2 separate regions of the Danio rerio genome follow, and region 1 is linked to region 2. The links are chromatin contacts, called in public HiChIP or PLAC-seq maps. All regions are on one chromosome and are shown on one strand. Each heading gives the region's core, a stretch centred on a gene start, on an enhancer-like site or on the middle of the called end of the contact. The rest is flanking DNA. Distances are from core to core; before and after follow the strand shown. Region 1 holds the start of ndfip1l (Nedd4 family interacting protein 1, like). Region 2 holds the start of fgf1b (fibroblast growth factor 1b).

Region 1 (2,933 bases), core at 90-2,589, 180 kb after region 2:
TAGTATCCAAGGTTGTCAATATTAGAGGTAAAGTTGTTTTTTATATTCGTACATTCTGACTTTCCCTTATCCCTTATATGCATTATTTAATACATACTTTATCATAACAATTAAAAATATTATCAACAACAAAACATACAGCATAATACTGAAGATCTAGAAGAAAAGGCGGATTTTAGATAATTCTTTTTAATATAGAGGCAAAGTTGGTTTTATATTCGAACATTATTTCATTTAGAAGTCTCTATATTATTTACCATGTTACTTTGAATATTCGATGGGAATTAGCATGCAAGTATGACTTGTAAACATTAACACTATCTAATAGACTGTAAAAAATGTTGTACTTTGAAAATCATAAGTTGCTAAAATGATTGCCGCATTTAGAAATTGCAAAGAATACTTTTCTGAAATAAAGTCTGAATATAAAAATATAAAACTAACTTTACTTCTATGCTTTTAATTATTTTCTTACTACAAACAGCAAGATTTTTTTACAAATGTTCTAACATAAGCAACATTAACAGGTAATACAGGTAATATTTATGATAATATTTATGATAAACACATAATTTTTAGAAGTTTATATTTTGTCTACTGCACGTTAAACTTTTATGTAATGTTTATGGTTATACTATATGCCATAGTATTACAATCAATAACATTTCTTTCCTTGTGACATTACAAAAACAGTGTTTTCCAGTCGTGTCTGATAGTAATACTGTAATAACATATTTTCAGACGTGGATAAGCAGTTTTTGCTGTTCTCTGGATGAAATCAATGAATGTTTAGTCTCTAAAACAAATTAAAAGCCATACTGTTCTGAAACATTTAATAGGTAATGTATATTGCTGCATATATATATCGGATGTGGTCGGTAATATTTACTGTATAACATTACTAGCATAGAGGTTGTAACGCATTATATTACTGAATGAATGACAACTTTGACGTAAGCAAAACATCAACTTATTTTAATACTAAACGGGAAACCGCAACATATTGACTGATGAGCGCAATCTAAGTGTAATAATAACATGTCGCAATTATTTAAATGGACGTGATTTCAAAACAATGCGGCCTGCATCCTGTCAAAGCCTCGGCGTTTCCTGAAACCGTCCCCCACCGAGGACGCGCCTGCTGTGGGTGAGCTTTAAAACAACCACGCTGAGTCTCACTGACCTGCTGATATCTCCCGCTCGGCTCTGCCATCTTTAGCTTGAAAAGAAAACGAGGATCCCCGCACACACGATTCACGCACCAATCCGTCTAACGTAAAAGGAAATTGTATAAAGTGTCTTCAGCTCAGCCACAGCCTTCATCAGTATGGAAGGCCGTTAGGGCCAAAACGTCTGCAACAAACGTGTTAACGCGTAATTGCGTGTTAACACGTAATTTACGCGTTAACACGTCATTTACGCGTTAACACGTTGGTACGTGTTAACACGTCATTTACGTGTTAACACGCAATTTACGTGTTAACACGTCTTTTTTTAAACTAGTCTCATTTTAAAGTGCTATCATTTTTCATTCTTGAAACTGCTTATTTTAAAATGTATAATGTCATTTCACTAAAATCACAATAAATGTTTTGCAGTCAATGTTATGTAGCAGATATTTAGTATTATGAAAGGCCAAACATCTTCTGTAATGTTATGTTTGATGGCATAATAATGTATAATAATAATGTTTGTTATTCAGCTGCTGAGATTTCTTTAAAAAATGTGTCCAGAGAAATCAGAATGAGATTTATTTGACAAGTGTGTGCAAACAAAAGAAATGTTTTGTGTTTTTTTTTTCAGAAGCACATATACATACAGTACACACATACAAATGAACACAGGAAAAAAGAATGACATAAGTGGATAAAGTAAATAATACAACATTTTGGTTACAAATCATAAACAGTAAGGGTTGTGTATATTTATGACTATAAAAACAGGTAGCAACCAATCTAATAATAAAGATCGATAAAGATGTGTAGAGATCTGGATGTTGGGCAGGTGCACAGAATTAATCCTCTCCGCTGTCCTGACAATCCGCTGCAGTCTTATGTCTGATTTGGTGGCTGATCCAAACCAGACAGTAATTGAAGTTTTGTCAGATGAAGTGGCTGCAGATTCTACATTCTCATACCATATATAACATGTCATAAATTACTAGATTATATATATATATATATATATATATATATATATATATATATATATATATATATATATATATATATATATATATATATATTTGTTTGCAGAACTTTGCACTAGATATTTTTATATATTTTTTAGAGCTGGAAGCTCCAATCACCAAGACAAAACATTACTTTGTGCAAACGATGTAAGGTAAGCAAAGCCAAAATTATAATTTACTAAATCAAAAGTACAAGATAAAGTCAAAATAATGATTTAATAACTCAAATTTATGACTGAATAATTCTGTAAAAATTACATTACAACAACAGGCGGTAGAAAAAAAAAAACAATCTAAATGTGTAACAATTCTCTAAATATTTTGTATAATAAAACCTGATATAGTTAAAATGTTTTACATAATTGAACATTCATGTACATATTTGTAATTATAATGGACACACACACACACACACACACACACACACACACACACACACACACACACACACACACACACACACACCTTCACCTTTGAACTTGTGGGGGAAACCAGAGCACCTGGAGGAAACCCAAGCCAACACAGGGAGCAGGAATGGGCAAAAATACATTGAACCACATTTTAAAATAAAATCCCAAATCCATCAATTTTACATGTATCAATATAAACTACAAAATACAGCAGCCACAAATGTATCAAAGTAAAATTCTATATATCTTTAATTTTAAAATACACAAAATACTTTTACAAGCGAGCAGGAAATTTCGTCACGAAATAGGCATATTTGGTCACCGTTCACCGT
Region 2 (3,180 bases), core at 550-3,049:
CTCCATAGTGATAAATAGACGGTGTTCCCAAACGGATTCTGTACACGCGATTTGAAGCGGAGCAAAAGTCTGGGGTTTTGGGTGCATGTTTAAACAGATATATACACATAATTAATAATATTAATATCTAAAGATGTTGATCTTGTTTTGTTTTTTTTCAGACACAAGTAATTTCGTCCTAAATGAGCATAAACTGTTAGGAATGCAGTCGTGACACCTGTTAATTAATGTAATCAAACGAAAAAAAAAAACTATATTAATCATTCATTCGTTGCTCTTTAATCAGAATGTGTATTCACACAGTGAAGAAACGGCTAATAAGATTTGATTCTATTTCATTAAAATAGCTATTAATTTTAATAAGCAGAACTGTTTCCTAATTTATTTGCTGCTAATGTATCTTTTTTTTTTGTTGTAAATAATAATGAAACATATTACTGACCATTTAACTGTTTATTTGTAACAAAACAGCTCCAAACAAACATATTTAGTAATTTAGAGATTTTTTAAAGGGGTCAGGGGAATCCCGTATTATGGTGGACATATCTCTTTTCACATACCAATGTTGACAAGTATGCACCAGAAGCGTTGCTTGACATAAAGCTCTATTAGGGCACCGCCCCCCTCAAAAAAAAAAGTATATATATATATATATATATATATATATATATATATATATATATATATATATATATATATATATATATATATATATATAGTTAAATTCCCCCCTGAATTATTAGCCCCCTGCTAATAATTCACACACATCATGCTTAAGATCACCATCATAATAGTTTAGTCGACTTGCAAAACTCACTGCGTGCTGACACCTCAGCATAAAAGGCTGTCAATGTTGGTCTTACAACGCATGAGTAGCAGGTATTTTTTAAACACATGCATGTTTTTACATTGAAAAAAAAAACTGTAGAAAAGAGGCGCATTGGAAATGAAAAATCCATACAGTGGATCCACAACTTAACCTTAAGATCCAAATGGGCAAGTTTTGTTTTCAGAGCTTCAGTGAGACCGAATTTAAGCTCTGAAACGGTTAGTCTGAAATGTGTGCTTTAATTAGCAGCTCATTGAGGGACATCGCTCACACTGGCTGCTGTCTGACACTAAGACTCTAGTTTCAATAAGCACAATGTCTCTATGGTGCCTGGAAAACTGGCTCTGTGTAAGCTGAATACCTTCCTGTACTGTTTGTTCTCCATCACATCTCCGAAAGCTTTCCAAAATCATTCATTTTCCTTCGGCTCAGTCGCTTTTTTATCAAGGGTCACCACAGTGGACTGAACTGCTAAGTATTCCAGCATATGTTTTTCTTAGCGGATGCCCTTCCAGCCGCAACCCAGTACAAGGAAACACCCAAACACTCTAGCATTAACACTACAGCCATTTCAGTTTACCCAGTTCCACTGTACACATGTGTTGGAACTGTTTGAAACCGGAGCACTCAGAGGAAACCCACACAACCACGGGGAGAACATGCAAATTCCACACAGAAATGCCAACTGACCAGTGATATATAGGCTATGATTATTTTTAAGGGGAATAAAATAATAATAACTATAAAATCCAAAGTGATTAAATAAAACAACACATTCTAATGACATACTGCACAAATTGTAAAACTTCTTTAGACTCACAATGATAATAACCATAATTATGTTTTAAAATAGCAGCACCTTTCTGGCAGTTTATAATAAGTCCGTGTGAAGGAGTTGTGCGTGACACAAGCTCCTTATAAGTGCTGGCTTAAGCTCGGAGGACCGATCCATTTCAGTCGCGGGGGTGTTCAAGAACACAGCGCCTCTCAAAGCAGCAAAACGCGCGATGACCGAGCGGGATTTCACTGCTTTTGCACTGCTGTCTTCCACTACAGACAACAGAGACACAAAACACAACTCTCTCATAAAACTCCACTGCAGAAATGGAGGATTTCATCTCCGGATCCTACCCAGCGGGACGGTGGACGCGAGCCGACAAGACAACGACATTAACAGTCAGTATAGAGTCATTTGAAATTGAGGTAAAGTTAGTTTTATAATAATTTCTCCGTAATATAACTTCACAAAATTATCTCTATATATTCAAAGTAGTATTAGCAGCCAATTACTTTCAAAGTACAACATTGTCCACAGTCAATTAAATAGCGCTAATGTTTTTTCCAAGTCATCATAGCTTACTTACATGTGAATTCAGACCGAATAATCAAAGTACCATGGTAAACAACTTAGGGAGCATGTCACAAGTTGTCATTGAACGAATGTGGGAATATAAAACCAACTTTACCTCAATCCATTTGAACTTTAAAGCCATCCCTGCTGAAAAATCCAGCTTAAACCAGCCTAGGCTAGTTGGCTGGTTTTAGCTGGTCGACCAGCCTGGTTTTAGAGGGGTTTTGGCCATTTCCAGGCTGGTTTCCAACCATTTCCAGCCTGGTCCTAGCTGGTCAGGCTGGAAAATGACCAGCAAAATCCAGCTAAAACCAGCTCAACCAGCCTGGTTGAAGCTGGATATAGCTGGTTTTGGCTGGACTCTCAGCTTGGCTAGGCTGATCAAGCTGGTTTAAGCTGGTCATCTCCCAGCCTGACCAGCTAAGACCAGGCTGGAAATGGCTGGAAACCAGCCTGGAAGTGGCCAAAACCCCTCTAAAACCAGCCTGGTCGACCAGCTAAAACCAGCCAACCTAGGCTGGTTTAAGCTGGATTTTTCAGCAGGGATTTATAAAGTGAGATTCTCATGTTTTGGCTAAACAATGAGCTAAATGTAATGAATAAGATCAATATTACACTATTAATGGCGTGGATTGGTTGTTTCTATGAAATTATGGTGTATATGGGTGTACAGTGCACACACATGAAAAAATAATTTATAGGCTACTGTTTTCAAACTATACTATAGTAAAGTGCTTACGGCAACTATAAAGTTTGAACCATACAAAACTACCTGACAAAAGTCTTGCCTATCCAAGTTTTAGGAACAACAAATAATAACTTGACTTAGTTTATCATTTGGCAGTTCATTCCGCTGTGGTGACCCCAGAATAACAAAGGGATTAAGCCGAAAAGAAAATGAATGAATGAATTTATATAGTGTTTTATATCCATATACCATAAAGTGTATTATATTGCATATATTATAGCATTTACAGCACTTTCTTAGTGACTTCTTCAC

Evidence for each region. HiChIP or PLAC-seq counts read pairs in DNA pulled down with a chosen protein or histone mark.
Region 1: an H3K4me3 HiChIP or PLAC-seq map of gastrula embryo shows a contact between it and region 2, with 7 times the contacts expected there. The contact joins the promoter of ndfip1l here to the promoter of fgf1b in region 2. A contact is called at or near these places in 6 of 18 Hi-C or Micro-C datasets (caudal fin, embryo, hematopoietic stem cells and 1 more) and 2 of 4 datasets of contacts at active chromatin or transcription factors (caudal fin and gastrula embryo).

What each region holds. Positions count from the first base shown.
Region 1 is chr21:48,043,345-48,046,277 of GRCz12tu, forward strand. ndfip1l (Nedd4 family interacting protein 1, like) reads right to left here and starts at 1,340. Exons shown (of 8, transcript NM_001002503.2): 1 at 1,184-1,340. The coding sequence starts at 1,213.
Region 2 is chr21:47,857,890-47,861,069 of GRCz12tu, forward strand. fgf1b (fibroblast growth factor 1b) reads left to right here and starts at 1,800. Exons shown (of 3, transcript NM_001105278.1): 1 at 1,800-2,005. The coding sequence starts at 1,837.